Linked DNA regions of Mus musculus: all the other regions are linked to region 1. A link is a contact called in public HiChIP or PLAC-seq and promoter capture Hi-C data. All regions are on one chromosome and are shown on one strand. Each heading gives the region's core, a stretch centred on a gene start, on an enhancer-like site or on the middle of the called end of the contact. The rest is flanking DNA. Distances are from core to core; before and after follow the strand shown.

What was found. Promoter capture Hi-C pulls out the DNA fragments that hold promoters and counts their contacts. HiChIP or PLAC-seq counts read pairs in DNA pulled down with a chosen protein or histone mark.
Region 2: an H3K4me3 HiChIP or PLAC-seq map of craniofacial prominence shows a contact between it and region 1, with 6 times the contacts expected there. The contact joins the promoter of Stk32b here to the promoter of Wfs1 in region 1. A contact is called at or near these places in 1 of 39 promoter capture datasets (frontonasal cranial neural crest) and 1 of 115 datasets of contacts at active chromatin or transcription factors (craniofacial prominence).
Region 3: a promoter capture Hi-C map of liver shows a contact between it and region 1, with 3 times the contacts expected there. The contact joins the promoter of Grpel1 here to the promoter of Wfs1 in region 1. A contact is called at or near these places in 3 of 39 promoter capture datasets (hippocampal neurons, liver and pre-B cells), 1 of 484 Hi-C or Micro-C datasets (embryonic stem cells), 1 of 115 datasets of contacts at active chromatin or transcription factors (memory CD8 T cells) and 2 of 9 other capture datasets (adipose tissue and liver).

What each region holds. Positions count from the first base shown.
Region 1 is chr5:36,986,748-36,990,919 of GRCm38.p6, forward strand. Wfs1 (wolframin ER transmembrane glycoprotein) reads right to left here and starts at 2,235. Exons shown (of 8, transcript NM_011716.2): 1 at 2,119-2,235.
Region 2 is chr5:37,715,462-37,719,633 of GRCm38.p6, forward strand. It overlaps Stk32b (serine/threonine kinase 32B), which reads right to left and starts at 1,692. Exons shown (of 12, transcript NM_022416.2): 1 at 1,274-1,692. The coding sequence starts at 1,325.
Region 3 is chr5:36,463,184-36,467,355 of GRCm38.p6, forward strand. It overlaps Grpel1 (GrpE-like 1, mitochondrial), which reads left to right and starts at 2,002. Exons shown (of 4, transcript NM_024478.2): 1 at 2,002-2,072. The coding sequence starts at 2,011. 2210406O10Rik (RIKEN cDNA 2210406O10 gene) reads right to left here and starts at 1,671. Exons shown (of 3, transcript NR_126488.1): 1 at 1,332-1,671.

The sequences.
Region 1 (4,172 bases), core at 985-3,484:
AGCTCTCCCAATGTGACAAGATCGTGGGAACAGAGGGGGAGTGAACAGGGAGGGGCATGGGCTGCAATGGTGGACAGCCAAGCATATCATGTCTGGCACCTGCTCTGTCCTGGCTGTGTGGGCCTATGAGCCCCCAGTGTGGGGCACTGAGCCTCCCTGTCCAGCAGAAGATGCTCCAGGGCTAATGTTTGAGCATCTGACTTGGTGGGAAGGTGATATCTGGTTAGACAGTCCAAGATGGAAAAGCCATGGGAATGGACTGGGCAGAGGCATGCTTCTCATTTAATGGTTTTCCCAGGTTATGGACTTTGCAGAGGTCTGGCCGAGCCTTCAGGACAATCAGAAGAGGAAGGAAGATTTTTTTTTTTCAACATTAGATGCGCCCATACCCTGGAGGAAGGGGTAGATAGTTAGGCAGACATCAGTCCCCTGTAGCCAGAAGAAATACCAGGCTAGGAGATGAGTCTGACCCATAGGTCAGAGGAATGTAAGAACCGTTGAGGGTGGCTGGAGCTACAGAAGACCAGAGAGGAGCATGGGAGCCATCCAGGCAGAATGAGAGGCCTACAACAGGGCAAGCGCTGGGGCAGACAGGACGCCAGAAAGATTGGAACTGGACTCAGTAAGAACTAAGAAGTGGGGACTCAGAAGTGGCTTGGCATGTGGCTGGGGGCTTTAACCTCCTTTCTAACGTAAGAAAGGTGGGAGAAAGGGTACCTTGGAGAGAACAGCGCTCCTATCCATTGCCACTGCATCACCACCAGGGACAAGGACACGTCTGGCATCTGTGTAGTGTTTCGGGGCCAAGATTGAACTAGGTCTCCTATGCGACCAACCCCAAACCTTCTGAAGGCATAAGGGAGGCTGGCACTGGGGTGTTCTACACGCTTGTACCTGGGAAAGAAGGCGAGGGGCATCTCTACCCAATCCTGCCTGTATCTGAGGAGGTCCAAGGAACATTCAGGAAGAAATTGGAACATAAACTCTCTCTAGATTCCTAGTTAGATGAAAAAGTACCTGCGAATGGCATCAGCACCAGAGAGACATAGGTCAACAGGTGAGGGAACTGGGGAGGTAGCCCCTGTGATCGCCATGGCCTTCAAGAGCCTAGGACATGGGTCCGAGTGAGGGTTGGATTCTAGAGAGGAAAGTCCCAGCCAACCACCTGGGGTCTTTGTCCAAGGTGACAGAGGAAGGGCTGCACCTGCTTGCCTGGGGGAGGGGGAGGGAATTGGAGGTGGGAGGAGGGGGTAGAGGTTCATTAGCTCTGTCCATTAGGTGTGTGGTCCTGTCCAGGCCCCAAATCTACTGAGCCTCTGTGTCCAATGGAAACTGTAAGTCCTACCCCTAGGACTAGGGGCCCGAGTACACGGTGGAGGGTGACAGTGTCAGGGAGATAGTTCCAAGAAACTAAAACGCTGTTTTATTGGACTCTCATATAAAGATAACTAACAAAATACGTTGAAAGGACGCAGCTCCATCACACCCAAAAGTGCAGGATCAGATTTTCCAGAAGGCTTCCAGTTCATCTGACCAGAACCTAAGTTCCTCTAGGTGCGGTGCATACCAGAGCTGGGGTCACACAATGGCCAGCAGGTACCTAATAGGGTGGGTAACTATGGGCGGGTCCCAAGGGTTCCTACCTCCTTTTCTGAGGACCAGGAAAGAGAAAGAAACAGACACACGGCTCCTGGGTGGGCTGAGCCCCCACGCGCCCCAGGAATCAGGTCCTTCATGGTCCTGGGTAGGGAGTCCAGGGATGTAGGTCTTGATGGGGCAGCTCTGGAGCGTGGGCAGCCTCTCCGACACGCTGTCCCCATCCGCAGCGCGGTCATGCAGGGAGATTTGCGGGAGTGCCGGGACTCCAGGGCTGAGTGAGAGGCGCACGGCTTGGGCACAACTGGCCCAGTTGGGGCAGTAGACGCCTCGGGCTCCGTGGAGCAGCGAGAGTCCTGGCCTCCAACTTCTAGCAACTTGGAGTGGACTTGGGGCTCTGCCACCCATCAGGGGAAACTGAGGCCGGGAGAGCAGCGCCACCCAGCGCTCCGAAACCCTCCCTGACACTGCGCGCCCAACGCCAAGGCCAAGGCCATGGCACAACGACCCTGAAGAACTTACCGGCCGCAGTGCTGGGCCTCCCAGCCCGCCGCGAAGTTGCTCCGAAACCGCGGAGATTGCAGCGGCCAGCTGAGCAGGCGGAGCGCGCGGCCCTACATTCAGCGCGGCCCCGGGAAAGGGGGCGGGGCCTGGGCGGGGCCTCTGCCACCCTCCATTCCTGCTGCGACCCAGGGAGACTCGGCTCGTTAAGTCGCCGGCAAGCCTGCCAATCACTATGTGCTGTCGCGAATCACGGAGCGCCTCGCCTTGCAGCGACTTGCTCTCTTGGGTCGCCAGGAGGACAGATGGCGGCGAGAGGGCGGGTCTGGCCGGCCCACAGCTTAAGTTTCCGAGTGGACTCGGCCCCGGCCCTGCCCCCTCGCCGCCCCGCCTCCAGGACATCTCTTTCCTGACCCAAGCTTGTAAGCCTGCTGCTTAACAGGTGGTTGGACCCAGGAACAAGTCTCGCGCCACCTTTGGCCCGCCTCTGCATCGTGAGGCCCCATCTTCAGACTTCAGACCGGCTATTACAATACTGACTAAGGTCGCGCACTTCGTGCCAGGCGCCCTAATTCCGACGCATTGAGATACACAGAGGACTCCCCAGTGTAGCAGCGAGTACAAAAAGTGTGTGTGCACGTGCTACCAAGTACTGCCTTAAATGATCAAAACCCAAACCCAAAAGCAGTTCAGCACTCTTTAAAGATTAGCCAGACGATAATGCCAGGCTCAGGCAGTTGGAAGCCCCTCCCCCCTCCTTTTTTTTTTTTTTTTTTTTTTTTTTTTTCCTCAGGAGTGTCTGAGAGGTGTGGTTTGGAGATCAAAACTACAGTCTTGTTTCCGTGCTCCTTCCTTTCCTGAACCGCACATCTCACTGCACCTGCCCCGGTGATCTGCACCAACAGGTCAGGCTGACAGAGACAGCATCACCATCTTATCAGGAGGAGGTTGCTCACTGAACCACTACAACCAAATACTTTGATTCTGCACCTGCTCAGGGTCTAATCTCAAGTACCCCAGCTAGGCTCACAGAGGAAGGAAGCTTATCCCAGCAGAGTGACTCTGTCCTGCCTCCATCTGGGGCCCTTTCAGAAGCAGAGATTTTCAGGTTCACCCCCTAAGTGTGGGGTGGCTGTTTCGGGGCGAGGTGGGGCAAGTTCAAGAAGCAGGAGCACCAGATGGCAGTGGCTTTTTCAGAACTATAGCCTTGCCTTACCAAAACAAGTTGCTAGAGCTGCTGGAGGGGTTACATTAAAAAAAAAAAAAAAAAAACTTCTCCCAATATGGAAAAGGAAACGTGGCCTCTGCCATAGCAATTCACATTTCCATGGTAACTAATTGTCTTAATGCATTTTCTGTTGCTATGACAGAATATCTGGGACTAGGTAATTTGCAAAGGAAAGAAGTTTATTTGGTTCATTGTTCTGGGGGGTGGGAGAAGCCAGGACCAGGCAGCACATGGCAAGGGCCTTGTCCTGCATCAACGTGTGCAGGAAAACAGAGAGAAAGGTGGGTGGCACCAGAAGAGTAGAAAACATAAGGCGCCACTCTTTGTAACTAATTAGATGACAGTAATTAATGCACCCCTCCAAAAGACATCAACACCCTTCATGGCCTAACCACCCATTAAAGGCTCCTCCTCCTCCAAACACTTCACAGCTAGGGACAAATGTCAGCGTCTGCTACTGCTAATGTAAATGTAGTTTAATTGATACATGAAAGTTATACAGGTATGTGGAGTACTGTTTGAGGAGCACACACACACACACACACACACACACACACACACACACACAGAGAGAGAGAGAGAGAGAGAGAGAGAGAGAGAGAGAGAGAGATTTAAATCAGGGTAAACATAGCTCAAGCATTTGTCATCTCTGTGAAGTTTTCCTTCTATTTTTGAGATTCCCAGCACACCACCACAAGCACAGGGCCACTTTATTATGTGACAACCAGAACTTCTCCCTCCTCTGACTCAGTGCCCACCTCCCACCTCTCCCCATCCCACCTCCTGCAAACCACAACTAATCCACACACCTGTCTCCTCCTCCTTCCCTCCCAATTATCTCTTGAGC
Region 2 (4,172 bases), core at 442-2,941, 730 kb after region 1:
TTCTAGAAACCTTATGTACCCTGTACAGAGGATGACCTCAGCTTTCAGGTTTTAGTCTATGATTGGGGTGTTCCCCTCTCTCTCTCTCTCTCTCTCTCTCTCTCTCTGTGTGTGTGTGTGTGTGTATGTGTATGTGTGTGTGTCTCTCTCTCTCTGTGTGTGTCTCTCTGTGTATGTCTCTCTGTCTCTCTCTGTCTCTCTCGATTTCTCTCCCACCCCTACAAAACAGCCACAAGAAAAGTACCTGTTCCACTGGGATCTGTGAGGACTGAGTAAGCCCAGCACAGCAGCTGACATAAAAGAAAGCTCAGGATGCCTAGCATTTGGGGCACGGTGGAGATAGATAGGCAGAGAGAAGCCAGTGTATGTTATCACACAGTAGGTTATTAACCAACGCAGGTGTCTGTAAGACACTTTCCACATGTGAGTAATGATTGAACTTCCAACGACCTGATTAGGAACCTTCACAGATACGGATGAAATGAGGATTCAGAGGGGTTGAGTCCCAGGACACATGATATTGAAAGTAAATGCTAAGAAAACTTCTTACACTTTTGCTCAGCCAAATACCCATTTACCAAATCCTGCCACCATTAGCTACAAGGACTCTCCAGACCAGGCATCTATACAAGGTTGATAGCCTACAATACTCCCTACCAAGAAGCTAGCCCCAAGCAGGGCTCCTTCCTCAGAGCCACTGACTTCAGCTACAAAAAGTTTCCTTATGCCGTCCTGATACCAAATATGCGGTCCTGATACCAAATAGGTGGGGTCTCTCTCTCTCTCTCTCTCTCTCTCTCTCTCTCTCTCTCTCTCTCTCTCTCCCTCTCCCCCCCTCCCACACACACACACGTTGTGCGTTGTGCACTTTCACCCAGTAGGCCACTTCTGTGTTATCCTCAAGTTCTAAAGGCCACCTTGGAGTCCCAGAATGCTGAGCAGGAGCAACGCCCCCTACTCTACTGTGAAGCAAGATCTTCCCTGTGACGCCCCCTCCCCCAAGTGATACCTTGAGTCCCCTTTTCCTCTCCCAGTCTTCTGTCCCAACTCTAGGTTCAGCATGATCTGGGCTTCCAAAAAGCACTAGAGCCTAAGAAGTGGCCAAGTAGAAGCTCTATGCCTAGCACTGGGCCGGTGCACAGCCAGTGCGAGGTTGACAAGGCTGTGCTGAGACCCTTGCGCTACACTCAGCAGGCGCTCAGTGAAGGATAGCAAAAGGAAGGGACGCCCAGGGGATGTGGGGAGTGGCGGCTCCTGTTAGGGAGGCTCTTACCTTCTTCGTTCTCATCAAACACTGGGGGCTTGTGGGAGTGGTTCCCGCCCATATTCCGCCGCTACTGCCGCTACTACATGCCCGGCCTCTCCTTTCGGGATGTCAGATGCAGGATTCTCACAGCGATACGGGATCCAGGATGCTCTTGGGATGCAGTGTGCAGGATGAGAGCCCTGGGATGCAGCCTGGGTGAGAGCAGCCAGCCAGGGTTGTAGCGTGTGTGGAGGGGGCCGATTGCAGGGCAGGGATGGGGACCGTGTGGTCACCCCTCCTCCAGGGTGTCACCCCGCTGCGATCACCGCACCCCCTGAGCCCTCACCCGATTCTCTCCATGACGCACAATACACGGATGGAAACCCGGGGACTCCCTGAGCCCAGACCACCGTGCAGCTCTGCTCACAACGGTGGTGAGGAAAAAGGAGGAGGAAGAGGCGAGAAAGGAGGGTGGGAGGGCGTGCAGCAGGAGGAGGGGGCGTGGACCCGGATCTCAGCCAAGAGTTAGAAGCCACCGCCCCCCACTTCACAGTCGGGTAGGCGGGGACTCCGAGGGAAGGGGCCTCCCTGGAGCTGCTGGGTTCCCGGGACTCCCCACCCGCAGCGTTTGACAGTTCGTATAGACTCAGAACTGCGCTCACCCACTGGCTCCGCCACAGGCTTCTTTGTTTTCCGGGATGTTTAAATGAGTGAAAGGAGGGCCCAGACAATCGATGTCTAATATGTAACCTCTCTCGTTGTACATTAAGAAACTGAGGCCTATGAGGCTGCCGTTTATGTTTAAAAAAAAAAAAAAAAAAAAAAAAAAAAAAAAAAAAAAAGTACGTTTTTTGGAAATTGCCTGTCTGGGTCCTCCGGATTGGGGCAGGGTTCACATCTGGGTCTGGGCTTCTGCAGCAGCTGGGGCGAGCTTGAGGGAGCTGGCGGAGGGACGGGGATTGTCTTTCCAGAGACCAGGATGCCTAAGGACCCTAGGCTTGCTGGGGCCAGAGTGGGCGGCACAAACTCCCCAGGAGGCAGACATTACCTGGCAGCACCGGCTGCTGGCCCAGACTTCCCAGGGTCGGGTTATCTCTGGCCACATCCTGCCACCTGCTGGGCACTGGGAGCCACTGTGAGAAAGCTAAGGCTCTTTTTTGGGTCTTCCAAACCTATTCCCTTCCTTCTGTCCTCTACCCCACCGTGTCCTTTTTGACCAACACAACTTTTAGACTCCACGGGGAGGAAGGGGGAGAAAAAGGAGTCGGCTCCACCCTCACCTGACTGACTTAACTGCTTCTCATCCAATTGGTCTCATCTAGAAGACTACACACACCTGATGTTTGTGTGCCAGTCCTGGGGTTCTCCTCTGTGGTATGGGATGATACCCAGGTTGCTGTAATATGTATAAAAGAAGCAAGAGCGCCTGATGGGAGGTTAATAAAGACAAGCACACGTGTTCCTCCTTGCACCAAAGAGCTTCAGTGGTGTGGCCAAGCTACACCAGATCCAGCATGGCCAAATGCAGAACACAGGAAACACCTCAAGAGTCAGTGGGAGAAATTCAGACAGTGCCAAGTCTTTACCCCATTCTAGGGGTATTATTGTATGAATAAATCGTACAATCTCTTCTGGCCTCAGTCCCTCCATTTGAGCAATGGGACTAATGGCACATCTACCTTCTCAGGGCTCATGTTGGGGAATAAGGGGCTTGATAGTGATCTCTGGAACACAGTGAGCATGGCATGAGTGTGTGCTGTTGCCTTGGATCATGAGTTGCTGTGTGGGCATCTTCTGCCTCCTAGCTCAGGCGAGAGAGGGAGGAGCTCTTAGAAGCTGTGACAGAAAGCTATGTGTTTTGAAGCATTATCACAGAATACTTGGCTGATATGCATTTGAAAGTAATAGCCATATCAGCAAAGATGGTCTCTGTGATTTTGCTGTTAGAAAGGTTCCCAGGATCCTTGGTGATAGGAAAGCCATTTGTCTGCCCCTCCCTGGAAGACCAGAGAGACCGACCTTGAACATCTGCTCCCTCTCCTCTTGGCATTGTTCAGACAATGTTTGCTAATACTTCTAATGGGTCAGGAACTAGAAATGCAGTGGACTAAGACAAGGTATGGCTTCATACCGGAGTGTAGGAGGCTTTAGTGGTGACACGAAGTGAACCTGGGCCTGTAAGGGTCAAGGGGAGACATCAAACCACACATGCTATCTGTGAGGGCTTCTTAGGAGAGAGGGGTCTTCAGCTAGGCATGGAAGAGCAAAGAGAATCGGCAGATAGGGGTAGAGGATGGAGAGTTACCTGTACAGTTCCCACAGTCAAGAGAGAAAGATGCCTTCTAGAATAGTCAAAAAGAATAGTTGTTTTATTGAGCACTGTGTGCCAAACTCTGTGTCCAATCTTGGTGGGTTGCTCAGTCCAGCAACCACTTTCCTCTTTACCTTCCTCTTCCTCCTCTTCCTCCTCCTCCTTCTCTCACTTAGACATGGTGTGCTAGACTCTGAGTCTTAATTGCATCCCATGAGCTGTCCCCCCAACCCTCATGATGGCCCTGGCAGTCAAGTACCCTCATCACCCATATGGAGGAAGAATATAGCATTAGAAGGCTAAGCTGATATCAAAGGCTAATGGGGAAAAAAAAGATTCAAATTCCAAAATCAAATGTCTATCAGATTTGCTGAAAGGACATGGTGGTGACCCAGAATGGAAGAGTGACTGTTTTGAGAGTTACAAATAAATTCAGCTTTTATATTTTTCTTCTAAGTGTTTTTCTTATGTTAACAATTAGTAAAAACAATGGTACTTTCACTTTGAAAAGTCTTTCAAACATTGCCCCTGATTTCATAAGGCATGTGTTACTGCTATAGTTCCTGTGGCACACAACGGAGGTGGTACAATTGTCCCTGTGTTTTCAGATGAAGA
Region 3 (4,172 bases), core at 752-3,251, 520 kb before region 1:
GCCTTTCAGCAAATGAGAAGACCCAAGATTTAAGAGGAACCATGTTCAGGACAGAAGAAATCTGGTGACCTGGTGTTACTGCCAGGGAAAGCCACAGGAGGTCTAAGTCTTATTTCAGAAAGTTTCAAAGGAAACTGTATAAGCCCCATGGTATTCATCGCCGGCTTCAACAATGTCATCACTTTCCCACAGTCTTACAAGAAACCTCACCTTTTAAAACTAGAGTATTTTTTAAAGCCCTTGCCAGCCAATATGACAATGTACCATAAATATTCCCATCCAGAGCTCTGCCCATTGGCCCATATTGTTCCCTAACAAAAGGGCCAGCGCACTGAATAACCATCTGATACCCGTCCCACTCCAGTCCCCTGCCCTTTTCACGGTTGGTTTGTTCCATCACAACCAAGTGCCATAGACTCAATCCAATTATGTCTCTTGATTTCATTGGTGCTCTAAGTATCCCTTCTCCTCTTACTCGACCCCAGCCCTAATGAATTAACAAATCAGGTCACTTGTCCTACAAAACACCAGTGAACCAGGATTCCTGGAAAGAAACTGTCTGCAAAGGCCAATTGACGGATTAAAGCCTCAATGACTGGAGATGCTGAACCTTGCAGGTGCAGAGCCTAGTTACAATTTATCTTGGGCTATCTTTAGTTCATTAAATAGATTCCCTGCCCCACTCAGTGTCAGACCTAACAGCAGGAAAAGACGATTAAAATCTTGGTAACACAGTAACAAAACTCTAATCTCCACCAAAGGGCTAAGCTTGCTATCAAATAGCATCTGCGGACTACAGCTGAGATTCCCGTTTGCTATAATCACCTACTTAATGTTTTCACTAATATATTTTATGTCTTGAGTTGTGGCTTTCTTTGTTCTGCTACTATGCAAACGTCCTGAAACTGTTTTCACGTTGGAACACAGGTGTCCTAAAACTGTTTCTGGGCCAGTCACTCATAAATGACTCCAGAATAAACTTATTTCCTATGAGGTGAGAGCTGTGCTTTTTGTGTGGACATGCTCTGCCCCACGCCCACGGCGGGCAAAAGGCAGCATGTGCTGGGGAAATGATTTTTAAAAGAGCGAAATTAAATAATAGAATTTTGGTCCCTTTTTTGTTTGTTTGTTTGGTTGGTTTGGTTTGGTTTGTTTTACGAGACAAAATTTCTCTGTGTAGCTCTGGCTGACCTGGAACTCACTCTGTAGACCAGGCTGGCCTAGAACTCAAGAGATCCGCCGAGAGCACACACAAGCCGTAGTCCACGGACGAAGCGTTCTGTCTCGAGATTTGCGGGAGCCGGGGGGAGGAAGGAAGAAGCTGCACATACCTAGACAGGACAGAAAACGTCCTCCGACAACTCTCAGCTCTGCGACCTCCCCCATAGCAGTGACCAAACATCAGCACCCATATTTTCGAAGCTCTCCTGCACACACTGCTGTTAGTTTTTTTTTTTCTTATGTTGCGTTCTGAGAAAATTGGAGGTGGCCGAAAGTACAAAATCAAGTAACGCTCATCGGGCCGTCCACAGCCAGCCTGTTGACACAACGCGCTTGCGGCATAGTAGAGATGGGGTCCGTCCCTTCCCGGGACACCCACGTTCCGCCCGCAGAAGGTAGCAGGAGCCTAAAGCGAGCACCAGTCACTTGGCACGAGTTCCCGGGTCCCCGCCTAGCGCTCGCCGCCTTCTGCCCGCCCTGACGCTCTTCCTCTTCATTGGCTGTCCCCTGGCGCGACCACGCCCACAGAAGCTCCATTTTCCTCCACTCCTCCCACCTCACCTTTCACCTCCTCACCTTCCGGGGCTCCCAGAAGCCTCAGTCTCCGCCCACCGGAGAAGGAGGAAACAGAATTCCGTCATGACTCGTAATTATTGGTGGAAATGGTCTGTCCATCAGAACAACAGCGGTCACGGATTAGCTAAAAAGCAGCAGTAGGTGGGAAAACCGGTGTAAGGGGCGTCCGCGCATGCTCAGTGTGGGCGCAGTGACGCGACCTCGGGGGCAGTCATGGCGGCTCGGTGTGTGAGGCTGGCGCGCCGCAGCCTCCCGGCTTTGGCACTGTCGTTCAGGTAAGAGAGCTTCACTCCTCTGCGTCGGCCTCACTCACGGCCGAGAGCTCTGGTGGGGGGTTTAGCGGCAGGACTGGTCCCCGCAGGCGGTGCCCGTGCACCCTGAAGTCACATCCTCACCATCGAGTCCCTGTGCCTGTTCTCAACGCGCGGCTGTCCTGGTGTTTACTGTGCGGCACTGCGCGAACTGGGCTCAAGAGACGAGAAGTGGGGACGCTGGGGCGTAAATGCGGGGATCTGGGTGATGCGTCAGGTGGAAGGCTCCGCCATTTGTTTGTCTGGTGACACACGGCACTCTCTCGGGCATAGGGGCACCACCCCTCCTGGAATTGCAAAAGTCAAGCTTAGAAGCGGGAGACTTGCCCAAGGTCAGGCAGCCAGGCAGAAGCCCGCCCGACCAGGGGCTGGGGTTGCTAATCCCTAATCCAGTCCAGGATGTGTACTGCCTGGTTTGTGGGCTTTTTCCACTCACATTCCTTCCCCCACTTTTGCCCTCCGCGGAATGTGAGGTCCAAGGAGCAAGAAAGCCAGTGTGTGTGCAGTTTATTTAGACAATGCCCATTTTTGCCATCTTTACTTTTACCCGTGGCTTCAGGTTTTTGAGTCGCATCTCCAAAGTTAGGCTCAGTATCTTTAGCTTGTTCCCTGCTAGGACCAAGTTTTTGGTTGATTAAAAAAAGAGAGACTTTGCCTGAGTCTTATGGAAACGGAGTGAACGGGAGCTGGCCTTTTCAGCGGGTGAGAGTGAGCAGGCGGATGATCTCGTACTTGTGACTAAAAGATGAAAACAGGTCTATGTTGTGCAAAGCAGGGAGGAGTCTGAAGTATTCCGGGGGAAGCACTTCCTATTTGTGGTGCTCTGTTTAGAGTTGACAGGAAAGAACCCCCATTTCCCATCCCATCCGGCCCTGTCCCATCCCCCAGCTTGGTTCATGTCTATCTCTGAAATTGTGGTTTTGAAGAAAGATGCTCTAGTAGGAAGTCATAACTCCACAGTATCCCATAAGCTTGGCTTCCCTCTTTCCTCCGAGACATAGCCCTAGGAATTCCTGCCCTGAAAGGATCTATACAGCAAAACTGATCTGCTGAAAGGCTGTGGTGGTCACTCCTAGGGGTGGAAATAATTCATAGTGAAGGCAGCCTTCACATTTTGTAGGTTTTTATATTCTTAGCATAATTTTGCTTCTCAGAATTAATTACTGATCTTTCTTTTTTAAACTTACGTGTGTGGATGTTTTGCTTGTATGTGTATGTCCATGTGTATGCCAAGTGCCTTCAGAGTTCAGAAAAGTGTCAGATACCCTGGAACTCTTAGAGTTAGGTAGTTGTTAGCTGGGAATCAAAGTCAGGTCTTCCACAAGAGGAACATGCTCTCAACCACTGAGCCCAACTCTCCAGCCCAGATTCTTAGACTTTTTAAAAGCGTGAAAGTAAAAATAAAATTAAAAGATCACTGCTGGAGCCAGAGAGAGATGGATGGGGCTCATTGGTTATACACTGGCTGCTTTTGTGGAGGACCCAGGTTTAATTCCCATCATCCACACTGGGTAGGTCAGCCACCTGTAACTCCAGCCCCAGAGATCCCACACCTCTTCTGGCTGCCTCTTCAGACTCACTTCCAGGACTCCTTTGGACTTCTCTTCCCATTTCCTCTGCATACACTCCCACTTTCATCTCTCTGTCCAAGTGATTCCCAGTTCCTGAGATGTATCTCTCTTACCCACCCTACTCTGTAACTCACCTGGGCCTGCTGTGGACCTGTGCACAAGAGCACACACTGTAATCCCAGGACTCAGCACCTGGGAGACTGAGGCTAGAGGATTGCAAGTTTATTGCCAGACTCAATCTCTGAATAAACAAATACATCAGAAAAGAAAACTAGGAGCTGGAGAGAAGTCTCAGTGGCTGAGAGCGCTTGCTGCTCTTGTAGAGGACCTAAGTTTAGTTCCTAGCATCCACACTGGGACAGATCACAACTGCCTGCAGTTCCAGCTCCAGAGTATCCAGTGGTTTTTGGCTTTCATAGGCACCCAAACTTATGTGGCATATACTTACACAGACACACACAGACAAACTTATGTGGCATATACTTACACAGAC